2 separate regions of the Hordeum vulgare genome follow, and region 1 is linked to region 2. Evidence: chromatin contacts called from public Hi-C data. All regions are on one chromosome and are shown on one strand. Each heading gives the region's core, a stretch centred on a gene start, on an enhancer-like site or on the middle of the called end of the contact. The rest is flanking DNA. Distances are from core to core; before and after follow the strand shown. Region 1 holds the start of LOC123403683 (nuclear transcription factor Y subunit A-4-like). Region 2 holds the start of LOC123403633 (allene oxide cyclase, chloroplastic-like).

Evidence for each region. Hi-C and Micro-C count contacts between places; a contact is called where the count stands out from the background.
Region 1: a Hi-C map of seedling shows a contact between it and region 2, with 9 times the contacts expected there. The contact joins the promoter of LOC123403683 here to the promoter of LOC123403633 in region 2. A contact is called at or near these places in 2 of 6 Hi-C or Micro-C datasets (leaf and seedling) and 1 of 1 datasets of contacts at active chromatin or transcription factors (embryo).

The regions. Positions count from the first base shown.
Region 1 is chr6H:526,217,654-526,220,715 of MorexV3_pseudomolecules_assembly, reverse strand. It overlaps LOC123403683 (nuclear transcription factor Y subunit A-4-like), which reads left to right and starts at 1,436. Exons shown (of 5, transcript XM_045097597.1): 1 at 1,436-1,596; 2 at 2,441-2,547; 3 at 2,662-2,730. The coding sequence starts at 1,557.
Region 2 is chr6H:525,913,335-525,916,383 of MorexV3_pseudomolecules_assembly, reverse strand. LOC123403633 (allene oxide cyclase, chloroplastic-like) reads left to right here and starts at 1,798. Exons shown (of 2, transcript XM_045097556.1): 1 at 1,798-2,320; 2 at 2,434-3,002. The coding sequence starts at 2,006. The coding sequence ends at 2,835.

The sequences.
Region 1 (3,062 bases), core at 187-2,686, 300 kb before region 2:
GGCTTGACGTTGCCAACAAGAATTTTTGGCAAGTCATGGTGTTTAGTGCATATATATATATATATTCTGCCTCTTTGGTTACGATGAGTGGCATGCATGACATCCACAATGCTTCTTGCTATGGGTACATGCACTTGGACCACTTCTCTTTCTCTTTTGTGGCAAAAGGGATATTAGGTGGCTATCTTGTTTCCTGACCGTTGATATAGTCAAAAAATAATTTTATCGATCAAGTAGTATGTGATATGATTCAGACAGCCGTGTAAGTAAAGATATACACATTTGATTTTCTAATTTGCAACAAGTTAACAATGCAAAATTATAAAAGCTGACATGATGTTAAGTGTTTTCTATATGGCGCATGGTTCATTGAGTAGAAGGTCGCACATGCCTTGTCTCTACTACGAGCAGTACTCATAAAAAAAACACATTGTAAAACCCATTACGCTACTATGCTTTCACTTGCATCAAGTTGCATTGTCAACAACTTACCTGTTATTTCTCTTAAACAAAACAGTGACAAAAAATATTTGTTTTCATAACCAATCAAATCATGCATGGTCATGATATTGTTAGCCTTGGTCATTGCGTTTTTATGCCAGTCTTCGTAAACAAAGAAATATATTAAACATCAAGATATATTCACGCCGCTACATTATCACTCATATCAACTTGCACAGTTATCAATTTACATGTCACTTTATACTTGAGGAAACCAAAATTCTATAACAACAACCAATGAAATCATAAATCGTGATGATAATGTCTGTCACTATCACCGTTTAACCTACCGACCTTCGCGAATAACTATGACATTTGTACATACCCAAGAATTGGTCCCCTCCTTGAGTTAAACTATAAAAGCATTGCGCTCTCCTTCATAAAAAAATATAATCCATACACAACTTTTGTAAAAAGTAAAGTAGACAGTAAAAGTCTCTACGCCACTAAGTTGTCACTAGCATCAACTTGCACGGTTACAAATTCATTCAATACTTTCTCTCGAGCAAATCAATAACATGTTGCAACAAGCACACAAGGTCATGATAATGTCTGTCTCTATCATGGTTTAACCTGTCCTCGACGATGTTATAGTATATGCCCGTAATCTAGAACTAGGGAACACATTGGTTTCCTCCATAGGTTTAAACTGTAAAACCACTCCCTTGTCATCCATTAAAAAACCCAGCTCATGCACATTGGAACAAAATTTAGCTCATGCACATTGCAGACTTGGAATTTGCTGTGGGGTAAGCCAAACCATTTGCATTATTCTATTGCCAATGTTCTCTCCCACTTGGGCAGCATAATGCAATAGTGCAAATGGCGCAACAGATGCAGACACACGGAGAGGCAATAAAATAGTAAGAGCTGAGGGTGTTCCTTGGAACAATGGATAAAAGGGGTAGCCCAAGTGGAGTGACGCGGTCGAGGAGGGGGCGCGCGGGGGGCAGAGAGGGAGCGCAAAGGGACGGCGGAGGAGGCAAGCTTAGCTTCCCGGGGCGGAGGCACCGAGAGACTAGGAGAGGACGGGAGGGAGGAGGCGCGTGGGAGCCATGCTTCTCCCCTCTTCGTCTTCCTCCTACGATCCCAAAGGTTTTCCCATCTACCTACCCCTAGGTCTTTTCGATCGTTTCGCCATGTATGGCGCCGGTAATCCTTTGCTGGTAGCCTGCTTCTCTCCTCCTACGTCGTCTTGCTAGATGGTTTTGTGGTCTCATAGCGTGAATCTTTCTTTCGTGCTTCGCGGCCGGGAGAATCTTGCATGCTATTTATGTGGATTTGGTTTGCATGTCAGCCGGTGGGCATGGATGCAGTTGACTGGTCTTGAGGATCTCCCACTCTCACACGGTTGCTCTGTTAATTTGATGTGCTGTGGATTATGGAATGGTGAATTTGGGCTGGGAGCTGTTCTTGACTTTTCGCCGTGGACAGCTCCGTCTACATGCATGTTCTTGGGAATTGGGACGCCATCATCACCATTAATTATCGCTTGGCCGGCTTATAATTGACCCTCCCTTCATTTCTTTTAGTACTAGAGCTAGCAGAAACAGTTAGCTTGCCCACCAGTTCCTGTGTTTGTTTACTTTGGCCTTTTTATTTCAGTAAGCAGAGTGTGATAGCATAGCTTTCAAGAAGAAATTGCATGTTAGCTGTTCCTGACACTTGGTGAAAGCTGAAAAAGACATGGACACACAGCATTATGATGTCGTTCTAGACCTTCCCTTGGTTACCATTAGAAATATCAAGAAGCTAGTATATTACTCTCCCCGTTCCAAAATACTTATCGTGGTTTTAGTTCAGAGGGAGTAAATAATCTGATTGACAACTTGATTTATCTGGTATGTTTTTTTTATCTGGTCTGGATCTGTAGGATCATTACTGTTGATTCATTTGGTTATCTAGCATTCAGCAATAATACAGCGCGCTCTTTCATCAGGTGACTCCTTTGGGAAATCGGTTGACGATTCTATGAGGTCAACTTTGACTTTTGGGGAAAAGCATTCTGTATTTACAAGTCAAAACACTGACTATGGCCAACCAATGGTAAGCACTCAGAGCGAACCGAGCTTCGTTAGGAAACACCAAATTAAAGAGAGTCAGTCATATTCTTTTGTTCTGGGGTTTGTGACTGATATCTTATTTCCGCTTATCGTTCAGGCTTGCATTTCATACCCATTCAGTGATTCTGGTTCTGGAGTTTGGGCAGCCTATGGGTCACAGGCCATGGTATGTCTTTTGAACAAGTTTTTGCAACTGTCAAGTTGTCGACTCGGGTGATATTTGAACTTCAGTGCTGATGGAGCTTATAAACCTATAACACTACAGTTACTAGAAGGCAAACTGAGTCGATTCCATAATCAATCTTTCGACAGTCCAACTTGACACAATATCCTGTTAAAAAAACTTGACACGGTATCATGTAGAAAGTTAAAATGGATCAGTAGTTTACCATTTTTCATGTCAAAATTTCAAGTAGAGACTGCCCGTTTTGATCGTAACTAACTGGTGATTCCTCGGAAAAAAGGCCCATCATGGGAGTACACTAATTTTATCAGTGT
Region 2 (3,049 bases), core at 549-3,048:
GAGGGCATGATCACCAAAAATGACTCAAGGGAGGAGAAGCGCCGGCAAAAAAGAGAAGAGCAAATAAACGCCTTCTTGGAGCTCCAAAGGAAGAGACTTGACATGGAGGCGGAGAAGCAAGCACAGATGCTTGAGATGGAGGCGGAGAAGCAAGCCAAGATGCTAGAGATCAAGGCCGCCAACGCCAAGACCAAGACCAAAGAAGTGGCTCTCGCGAGCATGATGACCCGGTTGGAGATCATGAAGGTGGATCTCAACACCGTGTCGCCAAGGAAGAGGTCGTGGTTCGAGAAGATAGAGGCCAACATGCTCAACTTGGACAACGAGTGATCTATGGCGACGAGCGCCATATTTTTTTGATGCCAGCAGGTGTGCTGGCATGACCACGGAGCCGCAATGACGTGGTCGAACTCAAGTCCCACCGTTTTTTTGTGTGCTGGCATGTGTGCCGGACGGCTGGTGAGTGCGCCAGCATGACTGTGGTTCTATTTTTTTAGGCTCGCATGTTGCTGGCATGAAACATGGCCGCTGACATGGTGCTAGCATGAAACATGGCCGCTGGCATGATCGACCGCGTGCCTTTTTTTTTAAATGTTCATTGCGGACATGAAATGAGTCGACGCGTTTGGCGCACCGCCGACTCAAATCTAAAACAGGACGGCCAAACAGACAAAAAACGGACAAATTCGTCGCCCGTTTAGATCGACCCGTTGGAGTTGCTCTCATGGCAATTCGTCCAAAACATGACTTGTTCTAATTCTCATCCAGTCGGAGTGAACCACTAGTGTAAAGAATATGAATGTAGAGTATTATAGTATTATATGATATTATATTTATAATACTCATTATATTTATAATACAAAGTATTATAAAATAATATCATATATATATATATATATATATATATATATATATATATATATAAAATTTCTTATCATCAATGCCATAAAGTAATATATCATTTGATATAATACATTATCTATTTATATTACTCTGGCCTTTTTTTTAAATTCTCTATCACATCAGTGTGTTTGCTATTTCTGAGTGCATAATAGCAGCTAAGATACCATAGCTATGACCAGTCGAAATTGTGGATATGAAATCAGCACGTTTTTCCTTATTTAGTATTGGTTTGTGAAGTACTCTTCTCACAAGAAAACAACTTTCTAGGTACCGATCGTAATAGGCACATGGTGCGGTACGAGTAGATCCAAATTATTTGTATCCATGTGGAAGGTAGAGAAACAAAGGAACGCGACAAAAAAGCCAGGCGTGCCCAACGAGTCCGACTCTTCAAAAACAAGAAAGCAAATGCTAATTGCACATGAATAGTAACACTGCGCATAGTGATCGATCGTGAAAGCAACAACCAAATAGAAAAACAAATAAGTCGAAGGGGCTGCCGGTAAAACGAAACGTTTGCTGGGTCAACCGAAACGAAATCGCCGTTCGTTCTTCCTTTCGGCTAAAGGCCAAACAAAACAGCTCCACGCACGGCATTTACCGTCTGGTCTTCCTACGACCACGCAACCGGCTTCCACTCGTATGCACGCGGGGCTGGATTCTGGTCCTCGTTGTAGTACAAGACTACGAGTATTGCCGTACACGTAGCATAGCACGATTCAAAACGGAGCATTTCCAGGTTGCGGATTCATATAACAAGAAGCAAACGAACTGGATGGGCAGCGCGGTGTCGCTGTCGCCCACCACGTTCGCCTCGTGTGAATTATTGGTCGGTGTGCTTAGAACAGTGAGAACGAGGACCCATGCCATAATAAAGTTGAATGGATCCAGCAACAAGCACGGCGCACTAGTAGCTCGCGACACGCACCACCTAACGCAACCGGCCAAGGCAACTCAATCGGCGTGCTCCTGCTGCTGCTGCTTAAATATAGATAGAGCTAAGGGTGCGTACCAGCTCATCGTAGTACATCGGAAGCACATCGGATCCAAGAGTATCATCGTCGGTTAGCCGTCGCCACCACCACCAAGAGGCAACACCGCCATGGCAGCGCCCCCCTCCTCCGTCTCCGTCAGGGCCGGCGCGTCCGTCTCGGCGAAGCTGACCCCTTCGCGGGCCGCGAGGGCTGGGCTCGGTGGCAGGGTCAGCGTCAGCTCGGGCAGGAGGTGCGGCGGCCCCGTGCGGGCGTCGCTCTTCTCGCCCAAGCCTGCGGTGGCCATGGACGCGCGGCCGAGCAAGGTGCAGGAGCTGCACGTGTACGAGCTCAACGAGCGCGACCGCGAGAGCCCCGCCTACCTCCGGCTGAGCGCCAACCAGAGCCAGAACGCGCTCGGCGACCTCGTCCCCTTCACCAACAAGGTCAGTCAAGTCACCCCCAGCCGGTGTGAATCTTGCTCTGTTCAGCCCCTCTTCCTCTGCTTCGTTGAGTGATTCATCGTCGTTTGCCGGCGGCGTCGACGTGGTGCGCGCAGGTGTACAACGGGAGCCTGGACAAGCGGATCGGGATCACGGCGGGGATCTGCATCCTGATCCAGCACGTGCCGGAGCGCAACGGCGACCGCTACGAGGCCATCTACAGCATGTACTTCGGCGACTACGGCCACATCAGCCTGCAGGGGCCCTACCTCACCTACGAGGAGTCCTACCTCGCCGTCACAGGAGGCTCCGGCGTCTTCGAGGGCGTCTACGGGCAGGTCAAGCTCAACCAGATCGTCTTCCCCTTCAAGATCTTCTACACTTTCTACCTCAAGGGCATCCCGGACCTGCCAAAGGAGCTGCTCTGCACGCCCGTCCCGCCTTCCCCCACCGTCGAGCCAACGCCCGCCGCCAAGGCCACCGAGCCACACGCATGCCTCAACAACTTCACTGACTAGCTGTACCTGTGATCTACTCTACCTAGCTATGTTATGTACACCAACTGCTCGTGCAGTCGTGCAAGTTGAATGAATCTCCGTGTGTTGCAATCCACGCTCAAAATAATTTCAAGTGCTGTACGGAAATATGAATTCTTCTCCCAATAAAATATTCATATTTGTTACTACTACTAGTAGTTCACTTCGGACTGGATACATCAAGTATTTCTGAACG